Linked DNA regions of Mus musculus: region 2 is linked to region 1. A link is a contact called in public HiCAR-type data. All regions are on one chromosome and are shown on one strand. The core of a region is the stretch at or near the end of the contact, and the rest is flanking DNA. Distances in the headings are between cores, read along the strand shown.

The links. HiCAR-type assays count read pairs that join an accessible place to other places.
Region 2: a contact with region 1 is called in a HiCAR-type map of fibro-adipogenic progenitors, with 2.7 times the contacts expected there. The contact joins two enhancer-like sites. A contact is called at or near these places in 5 of 39 promoter capture datasets (HPC-7-derived erythroid cells, cranial neural crest, embryonic stem cells and 2 more) and 1 of 115 datasets of contacts at active chromatin or transcription factors (fibro-adipogenic progenitors).

The regions. Positions count from the first base shown.
Region 1 is chr13:114,582,902-114,589,781 of GRCm38.p6, forward strand. 4930467J12Rik (RIKEN cDNA 4930467J12 gene) reads right to left here. Exons shown (of 2, transcript NR_152116.1): 2 at 3,611-3,979. Among named protein-coding and RNA genes, the nearest start is that of 4930467J12Rik, 21 kb to the right of the region's middle. Within about 2 kb of position 1,955, at least 35 of the 459 cell types and tissues checked have an H3K27ac peak or open chromatin away from gene starts, as enhancers often do. A contact at or near this core is called in fibro-adipogenic progenitors, where this site is marked.
Region 2 is chr13:114,786,315-114,794,032 of GRCm38.p6, forward strand. It overlaps Gm34790 (a long non-coding RNA gene), which reads right to left. Exons shown (of 3, transcript XR_382937.4): 2 at 1,816-1,925. Among named protein-coding and RNA genes, the nearest start is that of Gm34790, 28 kb to the right of the region's middle. Within about 2 kb of position 2,192, at least 8 of the 459 cell types and tissues checked have an H3K27ac peak or open chromatin away from gene starts, as enhancers often do. A contact at or near this core is called in fibro-adipogenic progenitors, where this site is marked.

The sequences.
Region 1 (6,880 bases), core at 705-3,204:
TACATAGAAAGAATCCCATTCTATGGTGACTGTGTTAAGCACCTCCTTTCAACCTATATACCTTTGAATGAGAATTAACTTCTTCAGAAGAAGCAGACAGAGTATCCACTATGCGCTAGGTCAGGACATACAGCTGTTCACAGGGGCCATAGACCTTTGCTCTTTCTTTTGAATAGAATTTTAAAAACACTCATATCTAAAAACACAGGCTACTAAAAAAAAAGTACCGTGACTGATTTTATTATATGCAGGATATTAATGACAACAAGCATTTATTAATAATGCATGCTTTCCTGCTTACTAACAAATATTTCAAGGAACTAGTTGATATATATTTCCACTAACAGAGGACAAGCCAAGGCATAGGAAAGACTCTAGAGCTGGGGTTTAAAAAAATATGCTTTGCCCTTAGAATCAATTGTAAATTTAACACTTTGAAATTCACTTTGGAAACCTTTAACATGATGTTGGAGGGAGATATGAGATCCAAAAAAGAAACCTGGCGGTGATGTATGTCATATTGGGAGGGGGGTCATCAACTCACCATGCTCCTTAGTTACCAAGGTCCCCGGTGTTCTCCACTGTCTTTGGAGATCGAAGGACTTGGTGAAACTCCAGATTCTCGAACACCCCTTGCTTTGGCTCTGAAAATTTCTTTTCCTTGAAACACGTTGTTGTTTTTAGCAAGGGATGGACATTATTGCTTTAGTGTGTTTATTTAATATTTTTCCTTTACAAACCATTGTGAGCTCCCAACCAAGAAACACAGCATTTAAAATGAGAGGCCTCTGCATGGTATATGAAGCTTCATTTTTTTTTTTTTTAAGATATGGTCAATCCACGTTGGCTTTTATGAGTGATTAAGCTGAGGAGGTGAAAAAGGCTGATAGTGGCCTAGTGATATTGTAAGAAACGGGACACCTTGGCTAGAGTGACTAATTGATATTGTAAACAATTAAAACATCAATTGTTTTAGATGATACAATGATTTTCTGCTACTGTTTTAATTAGAGTGATGGATTGGAAATACTATGGGAACAGTAGATGGGAATTTGGGACTCAGGCACATGAAAGCTTGTTATCAATTCTGTCTACTATATTTTTATGTTTGTATCATAAATAGTTTTAGCATAAAGCTAAAAAAAAAAAAGCAAGGCATTTAAAACAATGTTCTACAATTTTTTTTCAGTCTTTTTTTCCTGTTTGTTAGCTCAAGCTTTAGGCCTAGAAACTGTGAAGCAACAACAGCAGGCCTAGAATTGGTGACCACCAGAGCTGTGTATTTGCTGTCATGGCTTTGTCGTGTGTCTGTGTAACTGTGTGTTACACAATATCTACATAGGACATTCATTAAATGGAAAATTCAAAACTCCTTTAAGTGCCCTTTAATGTCTTTCTTAAAAAACTTAAATTGCTATGCTTTGTTTTTCTTTTTTATTAGTTACCTGCAACCATGTAATAGCCCTTGAGACTTGGAAGTATATTTAATTCTCATTTTGTGAGTAGTCTTATCAGCACACTTACGAGCAAACGAGCTACTTTTACTCACTCACTAAAAGTTTTTTTAGGAACACTTTAGCAGCTTGCTATCATCCTCAGAGAGCGAAGTAAGGGCAGAAAGCAAGCGATAGGGATAGTTTTAACTCTCAGTCGATCCCTCTTCATGTTATCTTAACATTCCCATGAATTCTATTCACAATTTTTATTTCCTACTATAACCAAATCAAATACTTTAAAACTTAGGCATCATGGAACAAGTTCAGAAAATGAAGTGCCAGCTGGATTTTGGCACCATTCCGCACATATTTGTCATCAAGAGTCAAACATAATAGGGAAGAAATTAGCCAGATGAAAGCAGTTTGGTTTCACAGAAACGGAATAGACATCGTACAGTCAGTGCTGTGGAATTCTGGGTCCCACTTCCATCACCAGCACCCCCCTCCTCTAATCAGTTTCAGCAGACACGTTGGGTCGAATTAACACCCGGAAATGTTTCCCTACAGTGAAACCAAATCATCCTGCTTACGTCTCCCAGGTTTATTCATAGCTTATGTTTATGCATTCAATGTTTCGAAACTATTATAAGTGGCCTGTCACTGACTGATTCTCAATTACTATCCCCTTGGTGACTTTTGTCAGGAAGGTTGCCTAAATTTTTGACCCCCTAACGCATGTTTAGGTTGCTTTTGGGGGGCATTTTTGTGGGGAGAGGGTAGAGGTTGTCAAAGTTTTAATTCTATTTTTTTTTTTTTGGCATGGCTCTCTGTTATCCAGGACTTTTAGCAAAAAAGTGATCCCAGTTCCAGACAATGATTCGTATTTTCCTTCCTCAACACAAAATTTTGAGCTCCTCTCCTTACACACAGACTTAAGTTCACCCGATTCTCAGACATCATATTTTGGGGATTTCAGATAAAGCTGTGCGTGTCTAGATTGCAGAGCCGAATTGTTAGGGAAGAGTCATTAATTTGTCTAGAACAGAGTTGAAATGTATGTACAATGCCTGAGATCACCATGGCTTAGAATACAAGACTCCCACACCACTGAGGAAAGCAACAGGCAGTGTTCTTACGGTTGTGGCTTATTTATTGCCCTACATCACAGATTGAACACCGAGCTAAAGATTGCAGAGGATGCTCTGTTTTGGTGTCAGTAGGCACAGTTGTGACCGAGGAATAAATAATATTCAAAGATTACCCTTTCTTACTGGTAATTTCTAGGTAATTAATTTTTTTAAAGTTTATGTTGTTTAGAATTCGTAGATGAGCATTATATTTATATCATTTTTGTCCTCTCCCTTTTCCAACTTCTCCCATAACCCTCATCTGACCCCATAAATTCCTTTCAAATTTGTGACTCTCTTTTTTATTAATTATTATTGCTACATATGCATATTCACATATATGTGTACATAAATACAACATGCTGCGTTCATTTAGCATTGCTTGTATGTATATATGTTTAGAGACGATCACTCGGGATTAGATAACCTATCAGGGGGCTTCTTCCTGGAGAAGACTGAATCTCCCTCTCTTGGGAGCCATAGCTCTTCATCTAGGGGAGAGGCCTTTTGAGATTTCTCCCATCCATGTTGGCATACAAACTGATATTTTCATTGTGCTGGCCTTGTTTAGGTGACCATATTGTTGAGACCGTATTCTATGGCTGAATATTCTCTACCATGTATAGAAGATATTATCTCACTGCAGGCATCCTGGTCCTTTGGCTCTCAGTCCTTATGTCTCTTCTTCAATGTCTCATGAGCCTCAGATTGTATTGTACTGGGGAGAGGGCTGAGCCCATGGACAGTTCTTTTCTGCATTTTGACCAGTTGTAGGCTTCTGTACTTATCATTGTGTTCTGCAAAAAGAAATTTCTTTGATGCTGAGAGTTACATTTACCTGTGGTAATAAGGATAAACATTTAGAATGCAGTTAGAAGTTATATTGGTTTAGAAAGAGGGCAGTAATAGGTTCCTGGTTAGGCTTCATGGTCTCACTAGCCATGGATAGTTGTTGTCTAGGTTTACAATACCAGGCACACATTCCTTCCTATCTAATGGGCTGTTTGTAACAATCAAGGTCTGTGTCATATTTGTACCCATGGGATATCTTGACATACTGTTTATTACTGTCATTTATAGGGTTCACATCTGTGTAGGACTATTGATTTCTGCTTTTGCAGCTGACACGGTGCCTTTCAGAGACTGCGAAAGATAGTCTCAAGGAAGAGGCTTCTAGGTCATTGGCAGCTTTCTCTCCCCAAGTCCTGTGTCTGAAGTATGTGGTGTCTTCAGCAGTAGAGTCTTATTTGCCACCTTCAGATGTCATAACAGTTTTGCATCGTGGTTACCCTTGGAGTTACTCTGGGGATTAATGACCTTGCTAGTGGCAGCTCTGCAGGAGACAGGAGCAAATAGCATTGTATGCTTCACTTCCTTTGAATGTTGAGAATGGTTTAGTCTCTTCAGTGAAAAAGTCTAAGGAAAGAGGAAGAACAGTATAATGATAACAGTTGTGTACCAGTGCAGAGCTGATTATAACAACAAAAGAATCAATTCCTGTTCATCATATCATCAAAGAGATGGTTTACCTTGGTTCTAAATGGTAAATTCTACCAGATTAAGTAAATTAGTCTGCCAGTGGCCCTTAGGGAAAAAGAGAAGAAAGGAAGAATACTGAACATGTGAAAAATGGTGCTTCTGAATTTAACTATCCTCCATGTGTCCTTTTAATGGCAAATCTCTTCCTTGCTTTCCAACTGGGACAGCCCTCCCTGGACTACAAATACAGCTGAGATTACAGTTTACAATCTTTCAGTGATAGTGTTATTGTGTGTCTTAGGGTTTCTGCTGCTGTGAAGAGATACTATGACCATGGCAAATTTGGGAAGACTTACTGCCAGGCAGCCTGGAGGAGAGTTGAATTGTTTAACCTCACAGTGACACTCTTCCTCCAATAAAGCCACACATATTCCAACAAGGGCACCTCTCCTAATAGTGCCATTCCCTGGGCCAAGCATATTCCAACCACCACATTCCACTCCCTGGTCCCACTCAAACACATGAATCTATGGGGACCATACCTAGGCTTAGAATAATGAAAAATACATTTAGTCCAACTTCAAAAGTCCCATAGTCTATAACAGTCTCAACAATGCTCAAAAATCAGTCCAATCAATTAACTGAAATTCTGTATGAAATTAAAATCAAAAAAGCAGATCACATAACTCCAACAACATAGAATATATATTACCATTCCAAAACGTCATAGTAAGAAAATACTGGACAAACGCAAGACAAAAAACATGCAGGGCAAACTCCAAATTCTGCATCTCCATGTCTGATGTCAAAGCTATTTTTAGCTTTTTAATTGCTTTCATCTTTGTTGACTGCTGTTGGCAGATCTGGCAGTCAGCAGCAACAAACTTTGCTCTCTTCAGCTGGCTCCACTCCCAGGTATCTCATGGCTGTGATCTCTCTAACATCTTGGGGTAACCAAGGCAATGCCACACATGATATTCTGGGCTCTTCAAAAGGATTGGGTTAATTCTCTAGTTTTGCCCTCTGTAGCACTTCAAGGTCTGGTTGACTCCACACCACTCCACTGCTGCTGCTGTTCCTGGTGGTCATCTCATTCTACTGGCATCTTTAGCATGCTGGGGTTTCTCTCTGCAACTAGGCTTCACCAATTGCTTATCATAGGCTCCCTTTATGGTGTCAAGCCAAAACTTCTTTGCATGACCCTTTCGCTCCTGGGTTATCAACTGCAACTGAGGCTGCACCTTCACCAGTGAGCTTTTCTGAACTCTCACAGCGCCAAGTGTTTTCCATGACCCCTTTATGCTTTCAAAACCAGTACCATCTTGGTGATTCTTACATTACCAAGACTAACTGCCTCAGGAGTGGCTATATCAGGAATATAGCTTCTTTATGCTCTTGGAAAACACTTCCCAGATGATTTCACCTCAGTGATACTGGTCTCTTCTTAATCACTGATAGTTTCTTAGCTCCAGCTAACCAGTCATCCTTTCTATTTTCCCTAAAACCAGAGCCACATGGTCAAAGCTGTTGAGTCCTGCTGCTTACTGGAGCTGGAATATGGCTTCCCTTTTGTATTACATTATCACCAGTTTTCTGTTTCCAACTCCTTCACTGCCTAAATTTGGCTGTCCTGGAACTTGCTATGTACACTGACCTTGAACTCAGAGATCTGAATGTCTCTGTCTCCTGAGTTCTGGGATTAAAGGTGTTTACCACCCCACCTGTACCTAAGCTTTTCTCTACTTGGAACTTGATCTGTACCAGTGTCTTAGTTAGGGTTTTATTGCTGTGAACAGACACCATGACCAATGCAACTCTTATAAAGAACAACATTTACTTGGGCCTGGCTTACAGGTTCAGAAGTTTAGTTCATGATCATCAAGGTGGGAACATGGCAGCATCTGGGCTGGCATGATGCAGGAGGAGCTAAGAGTTCTACTTCTTCATCTGAAGACTGCTACCAGAATACTCACTTCCAGGCAGCTAGGATGAGAGTCTTAAAGCCCACACCCACAGGGAAACACCTACTCCAACAAGGCCACACCTTCTAATAGTTCCACTCCCTGAGCCAAGCATGTACAAAGCATGAATTGAACTCAGTCATATGCTTGCCTGTCTCCTGGGATTAAAGGTATATACTATCATGCCTGGGCCTAAGCTTTTCAGGGCCTCTGTTCCTCAAGATCCAGATCAAAAGCCTGTGTCTTCAAGCCCCAAGATCTGGATCACAACTGTGCTCTAAGTTTCTGGATTATAGTTCATTTCAGAGTAAAAGTCCAAATGAAAACAATGATCAAGTTTCATGTTCAACTGCAAAAGCATGAACAATAAGTTTAGCAGGGTGAGATCTTGCTTCTCTTAATTCGTTTATCTCCTTGAACACAGGATTCAGTTTCATTTTACTTCCTGGTGCCCTTTTATCCTTTGAATCATACATTTTGTATTTTTCCTTTCTAAGCTTGCTTCTCTTCATTAAAATGATCTTCATGAGAGCAAACCAGAGAACAAAGTCTATGTTGGGCTTTTCTGAAACTTCCTTTGTCAGTGCTATTAACTGAAATCTCTTTACTTCAGCCTCATGTGGAATCTTCAGACAAGGGCAAAAAGCAGCCATATTCTTCACCAAAATTATAAGAGCAGACTCTAGGCCACACAGTAAAATTCTTCTCCTCCGAAATCTCTTGAATTAGTAGGCTTACACAGTTCAAATCACCTCAGCACCAATGTCTTCCATATTCCTACTAGGGTGGCCCATGAAGCCCTACTTAAAGTATCCACTGTTTTCCAAAGTCCCAAGATTCACATTACTTCAAAAAAGCATGGTCAGGCTTATCATGG
Region 2 (7,718 bases), core at 942-3,441, 200 kb after region 1:
AAAGAAAGAAAGAAAGGAAGGAAGGAAGGAAGGAAGGAAGAAAGAAAGAAAGAAAGAAAGAAAGAAAGAAAGAAAGAAAGAAAGAAAGAAATAATAGATGTGTGCTTCAACATGTTGTTTATCTTAAAGAGAAAGAGAAAAAAATAGCTTTGGGAGAAATACCTCAAATGTTTCTCTCTCTCTCTCTCTCTCTCTCTCTCTCTCTCTCTCTCTCTCTCTCTCTCTCTCATGTTTTATAAATATGTATTACAGAAGAAAAGAATTCTCAGCAAATTAGGCAAGCCCACTAGGAATCCCCAAAGACTGTTGTCAATACTAGATTCCGATGACAGGCAGCATTCTGAAGAAATATATCTAAATTGTGGGATTTTTTTTTCTGCTGAAAGTTAAGAAATACAGAAAAGTCATAGGTTCTGATTGCAGATTCTGGCACAATCTCAGCAGGCTTGTAGACATCATGTCCTCTCTGTTGTAAACCCACATATGGGCCCCTCTCTAGCCAAGTTTTCATGCAAGCCTGGAATCCTACCTACTCCTTTCTGATCTTTCAACAGTTTCAAGGAGTCAGCCTTCCTCCTTTCCAGAAAGCAGCCACCCACCCTTTCAACCTTGTGTCACTAATATTACTCATCACCAGAGGGGAATAGACTACACGATTATGTTTTTAAGCATTGGGAACACACCAATGTTTTAAATCTCTCTGAATATTTGCCTAAGTACTTCCCCGGTCTCTGTTAATTTACTCAGATGTCACTCAATGTTTCCTTAATTTGCTCTTCCATTCACTTCTTCACTCAACACATATTTATCAAGCACCTACTATAGGCCAGGCTGTAGGATTAGGGGACAGAGCAGTAGATAAAACCCTAAATGAGGTATGCGGTCTCTTGGGGGGATAAATGGTTATATGAATAGATAAATACAAAGAAAATCTGCCAGGTCCTGGTAAATGATTTGGGAGCCACAATCATACTGATATGGAGCAAGGCAGGATGCTGAGCTGCTGATAGGCACTGAGAGGTTCAGAAGAGGCTAATCTGAGCAAGATTGAAAAAAAATAAACTGAAGAAATCCAGTGGGTGGATGTTGGGGAGGTGGAGAAGACAGAAAGGGGATGTTGGACACGTTCAGGAATGGCTGAGAGGGCAGCATGTCTGGCTCTAGCAGATGAGTAAGATGGTTAGGGATGAAGCAGATGACACCAAATAAGGAAATCGAGAACAGATAGGGGACCTTGACCTTTTAAAGGCTCTGGGATTGGTTTTTAGATGAAAAGTGATCCCTGGAAGTTTATAGCAGAGACAGTGATATAATCAGACTTAAGTCTCTAAAGTATGGCTTTGGTCTTGTGTTCAGAACTAAACTGTAGAGGTCAAGTTCAAATTCATGGAGAATAATTAGGAGGCAACTGAGCAATGCCAACGCCAGATGAGTGTTCTCTTGGAAATACACAGATCCCTAGATGGAAAGCTACAGGGAACTATTGGCTGCTGAGAGAGGGAAACTCAGTCTTCCTCGGGAACCAGCCCCATAGTTGGTTATTCAGTACTCAGAACTCGGTTCTAAAATAAAATAAAGTAAGCAACAGTATACAGACTTATTAGCTTACACTTGTGTATTAATATCTATGTGCATGGCAAAATACTTTGATAGGGAGGTCACAAAGTGGAGCAGAGAAGACTTGGAAGGAGTTGGAAAGAGGTGAAGGAAGAGAAGAAAGACTGTAAATACAGTACTCATTAAAATTCCCCCAAAATATTAAAACTAAGAAATGCACAGATCCAACTCAGTTTGATGTCCAAACATGATGCTCACCTCCTGGTCGGTTTCTCCGAGTAGCATTTTCTTAGAACCACACGTAGTCGACTCTGATCTCATTTCTGTAAGTGGGCCAGCTCTTGTCCAGTCCACCTCCACCCAAAACACTGTCCAAGGAGAGGAAGACATTTGGCCTTTTGGCTCTAAACGATTTTTCTCTGTGCTTAAGAAAAGTTGCATTTGTAATGTTTTCCTCGCCCAAGGTAACCCTGACACTGGAGGCTTTCATGAAATTCTGTCTTCTGCCTGGATTTATCTTTTCACTTTGCATCCTCTTGGTCTTCACTGAGGTAGACCCGGATTGGTAACATGCACCTCACCAAAGCAGATGCTTCAGCTGGCGCTTGGTCTCCCTGCCCATCCCAGGGATGGATGCCTGAAAGAGTTATTCTTGCAGCTTACATGTGGTGAGTTACATCATCCTGGGAGTACCAGTACCCCATTCCTCAGCATTAGTAAAATTTGACTGGCTTCTCCTAGTTTTCAGACCTCCTACAACGTTCTCATTTCCAGCCCGGGAGTCATCCAGAGCCCATTTAGCAGCAATAATGATCAACAATCCTGGAGCCTTCATCCCATATTTCAGTTCTGACCACCTTCTCCCATTACCTATGCCAGAGGTTGCTGGCAACCCACCAGCCATATCAGCCCACAGATGTGCTTTGTTTGGCTGTGATAGTACTTGAAATGTTTTGAGTAGTTGCCAATGCTTAAAAATAATAAAATTTATATGAAAAAGTAAAATTTTCATTTATCTTGAGAAATTGGAAGACTTGGCTAAACCAGGTGTGGTGTTCACATGGCAACAGTCAGCAGGAACGGAGTAGCAGCTGCATCTTTTGACAGGCACTCTGGAGTTCTCTGCAGCCCACCCACATCTTCTACATTCTGTCAGGATCCCAACTAGCTAAAAACTCCCTACATATTTCAATGAAACACCTATGGCTTCTTCTCTTATTGGGCCTTATCACATCACCCTTTCCAGAATTATCCCATAGTTCAGTGATCCTAAGAAAAATCACGAGGGATAAAGAGCATAACATTTTTAGAATTAGACTTTAAATTTTAAAAAATAATGTCTCCTAACATGCAGAAAAGAACAAGAGACATAAATTACATGCAGGAAAAGTAGATTGTTTTCTCACGTCTTCTCAAAATGAAGGTCTGTATTGATTCTTGGTTAATGCATCCTAAGCAAGCATTAGACATACACTGTAATCTCTCTGTGGCCCTCTCTCAACCAGATGTCTCAGAAGACAACCAAGGCAGTGCGGCTATGGATGGGAAGGTACCGGTGCCACACTCACTATGGCTGCTTCTAATCTGCTAAAGTTTTTGATCATTGGACCATTTTCTGCTGCCGGAATGAAGAAGGAGATGTTCTCCAGTATCCCCACAGAGCTGATGAACAGTTCGCTCAGTGTGGTATAAATACATAAAGGATTTATTTCTTCCAGTCACTGCCTTCAACCATGCCTAATCCATTCTTCATTTCTTGTCACTTAATACCATCTGGGATAGATCCCATAAATTTCCAGTCACTTTGAGCCACTAAAACTCATTACACTTACTTTAAAGCATCAATCTCAATTTTTATTTTAATCCCTTCCCTCCCTTGGGAATCTTTCTTGTGTGGTCTTCATACAAGTCAAGTCTCTGGGTGGGTTCAGGAGGACCCTTCTACTCTGTGGTTGTCTGTCCAGGAGATCCAGCTCTTAACTATATGTCTTCTACTTTCACCCCTCATTGCCTAGTGCCACAAACCTATAGCTTCTTATTACCAGAATTTTGTTTGGAACAGTTACCGCCATGAACAAGGGCAAGAGATTTGAAAGCTGGCCACTTTTTGTAATACCTACTTGGACTACAGTCAGCTCAGTTGTCTTTGCCACAAGTGATGGTAGAGACGAACTACCTCTTTGTTTGTCCCCCGTCCCTCTTCCTCTCCTTGCCCACCCCATTTCTCTTCGGTGGTACTGGGAATTGAACACAGTACATGTAACTTACCTATAGGTAGGTGCTCTACCATTGAAGTATATTCTCAGCCTTCTTTTTACATTTTATTTTGAGATAGCTCTCCCTAAACTACCTAGACTAGTTTTAAACTCACTTTGTATCCCAGGGCAGACTTTGAACTTGTGACCTTCCTGCCTCAGCCTCTTGAGAAGCTTGGATTACAGGCCTGTATCACAGATCTAGCCCCGTTGACTGTCTTTGGCTGTTTATTTCCCAACCCAGACAGAAACATGTGCACGTTAAATAGTAGGGCTCACTCAGGCTTCTAGCCAGGAACTCTATCTTCTTCAAGAGTAAGAATCTGCAGGCTCCAGGCTCTGAGCCCTTCTTTTGAACCTTCTTGTTTTTGTCTCAGTGGAAGAGTACCTTCTTGTTCTCCCTGGATAGAAGAGATGAGTTATTTCTGATCCCAAACCATAAAGTTTCCTCAAAGATAAGGAGTCCATTGAGCCCCACCCTTTCCTCTCAGTACCCTTAGTTTGTAAAGACTAAACAAGTAGTTGCTTCAGTTCTTCAGCCTTTATTTATATCCTGATCAATTGAGTGATGCGATTGACCGATTGTTGACCACTCTCCCTAGAGTCATGTCTGAGAAAGCACTGCTCAATAACTTCATAGATTGTTCCATTTGGTAAATGAACTAGGGCACTTTTCACTAGGAGGGACAGAAAATCTGATCAAATATACTCTAGTAGTGAGGAAATGCGTTTATTGCCTCACCTATCTTACAAGTCTAAGCAGAAAAATGAACTTCATGCCACAATGATTCCCATCTCCTAAACCCCTCCTTACATCTTTCTGTAGATGAAGAAATAGTTGATCAAAGAATCACAGGGCTTTTGTGGAGGCCCCCAAGACTCACAGCATCAAGCGATACCTGTGTTCTTACAAATACCCTGGAATGTGACCTGGCTTTTGTACATGTCACTGACCACACTGCAGTGCTCAAAAATAAATTATGCTACCTCGAGAGTGAGTTGAAGTTTGGAAATTGCTTTCCTCCATCCTTTCCATCAAAGAAGGTCAAGCATCTTCCACATCCAACCATGCCCAAACATATTCACCTAGACACATACACAGACAGCAATGCATTTAGCAGAATTTGGACACAAAACGGAGGCACTTAGTGCTCTTGTTTTGTTTTTGTGTTTAAAGCAATACTGTATTTGTCCATTTTTTTAATTTAAACACATTCTAATATTGATAATGATGTTAATTCATATTTTTAACCTATATGCCCCACAGCAGCAGCAGCAGCAGGCTGGCCTGAAACTCACTCTGCAGCCAAAACTGGTTTCTAATCTTCCTGCCTCAGCCACCCAAGTGTTGGTGTTACAGGTGTGCACTGTCATGGCCTGTTTAACATTTACCTTTTAAATGAGATAATGCCACATTTAAATTTCATTTTAAGCAATCCGAAATGTTACTTTGGAGGAGAGAATAGTAACAAAGTTAACCTTCCCAAGCAACTATGTGTGTGCATTGAATATTTTGCATTACAGCATAGATACAGTAACAATTCACTATATCAAATTAATATTCTGATGATAAGATATCAACTAGCTCCCTCTGGTGGCACTGATGATTTAAGCTGTTGGAGAAGAAAGATGTATAAAACAGTAGTGAGGCTGTCATTTTTTTTTTTGGAAATACTTTTGATGTCTTTGAATTAATTACATAGGTGTTTTAATGCAAAAAGTCTAGAAAAGGAGTTAACAAAGGAGGAAGAATGTCTGCACAGATTTATACTCTAAGCCTTTTTCTTCTTTTCATCTGGCATTATTTGACTGTCTTAATTCAAATTAGAGCTTGTTTAACTAAGTACACTTATATTTCATCTCGAAGTTGAACTAGATTATGTTCATTACAATATAAGTGGAATGCTTTATGAATCCTATGGTAGAGATCCCATGGGGTCTTCATCTCAATTGTTCTCCTATAGCATCTGACCTATCGAAGATTCTCTTAATGCCCTTTTCCCTAGCGAACGGTTCTCACCGAGGGCTGAAGGAGTTCTCAGCAAGTGGGCAATCCTTCAGCAATGTCAGCAGCCACATCCACCTCCAGCTTCTTGGTATAGAAAGAACAATCCTACTTGCTCAAAACCGAACGTAATTTTTTGACTGTAGAATTGTCTGGCATTCAAGATACTTGGTCAGATGCCCAACCAATACTTTGGAGAATATATTCAAGTTCAGTCAGTTAGTTAGATTAGATAATCTTTCCTGTTTCAGATGATTCCCAACCTTGCCTTTTTAACCTAGCATCTAACATTTGGGTGAAGCAATGTCTGTTGACCTTTCTTTAGTCCTAACATGGTTAAGATGTTTCAAATCATACAACACAAATCTGTACCTTTGTCTGAAATTATCCCTCTAAGAAAACCCTTGGAATCTTGAAAGAGACATTTCTAGTGTACCCTGACGGCCAGTGGACCGTGGTAGTGATGGAAGATCCTTTCACCATAATTTTTAAGTGGTTGTACTTCAATGAGGTGTATATTGGCTAGTCCTCGCAGCAAGGTTCCCGGTATGGATAAGGGTGGCATTTTAATTCAGACTGATACATGGGCAATATGAAAGGTAGAAGCACACTCATTCCAGGGCCACATGGGAACATCCTGGGGTTAAGGGTAAGTGCTGTACCTGAAGCACAAATAGACCTGTGCTTTGTTCTTGTTAGACGAGAGGCCTTGAGTGTTTGCCTTCTCTTCTTTGCTTATAACATGTAAGCATGATCATCTCACCAGGCGTTTGTGAAATATAAATATTACTGAAAATTGGCTGCACAGAGTACGGAGTCTGACATTTAAAAAAAAAAGACTCTTTAAGGCTCTTTCTTCTCTTAGAGAAGGGAAGGAACAGTTTTAAAAGTGGGGTCATGGCAGGAAGTACTTGCTCTGTCTAAGACAAGGAAGGCAGATGACACGCTAAACACAAATTTCTTGTATATGATTAGATTGTGTCCACGCATTTTCCCTGATAGTATTATCTTGTGAGTAAAAGGATAATTCCTCCATCTTTCACGCTATTTTGTAATATTCTGCGCTGGCTTTACTGTTTGGGACACTCTTTCATCTATCAGGTTTGGCTTGGCACAGTGGAAGATCCTTAACTGCCCTGAAATTTCCATCTGTCTGAACAGAATCCCATGTTTTGTACCTACCTTCCTTTGCTCTGAGAACAGCATCGAAAGACAGTAGCAAAATCTGTCAGGAAACCTCAGCTTCCAACTTATCCTCGTGATTTATCTATGACGATCTAGTGGTATTCAAAAGATGCATAATTAAAGTCAAGTTTTAGAGGCTAGTGTTTGCAATTGTTCATTGAAATGGTGCCATCATGTGGTGTGAGTAGGAACAACATGCATCCAGCAAGCCAGTACTGCAGATAGCAAGTTGCTTTTAGTTTTTTTTATATATTTAATTTCATGTGGAAAACAAATGATAAAATGAACCCCTGAACCAAGTGATTAGCTATCAAGAATCCTGGACGATGTTCACAAAGCACTGTGCTGCTTTGGACTGTTTAGTAATTTGATTTTCTTCCTTTTCTTTTTATAGTTTATTGAGTGTCTTTATTTATTTATTTTTACTTATTTACTTTACATCCTACTCACAGCCCCTCTTCCCAGTCAGTCCCTCCCACAATACTTCCTCCTCTTCCTTTCTCCTCTGAGTGGGTGGGGGCCCCCTGGGTATCCCTTACACCTTGGCACATGACTCAGACAAGGCATCCCATCTAGAAGAACATATCTCATGTATAAGCAACAGCCTTTGGGATAGTCCCCCTCCAATTGTTCAGGACCCACCGGAAGACCAGGCTATACATCTGCTACATATGAGCGGGGAGGCCTAGGTCCAGCCTGTGTATATTCTTTGGTTG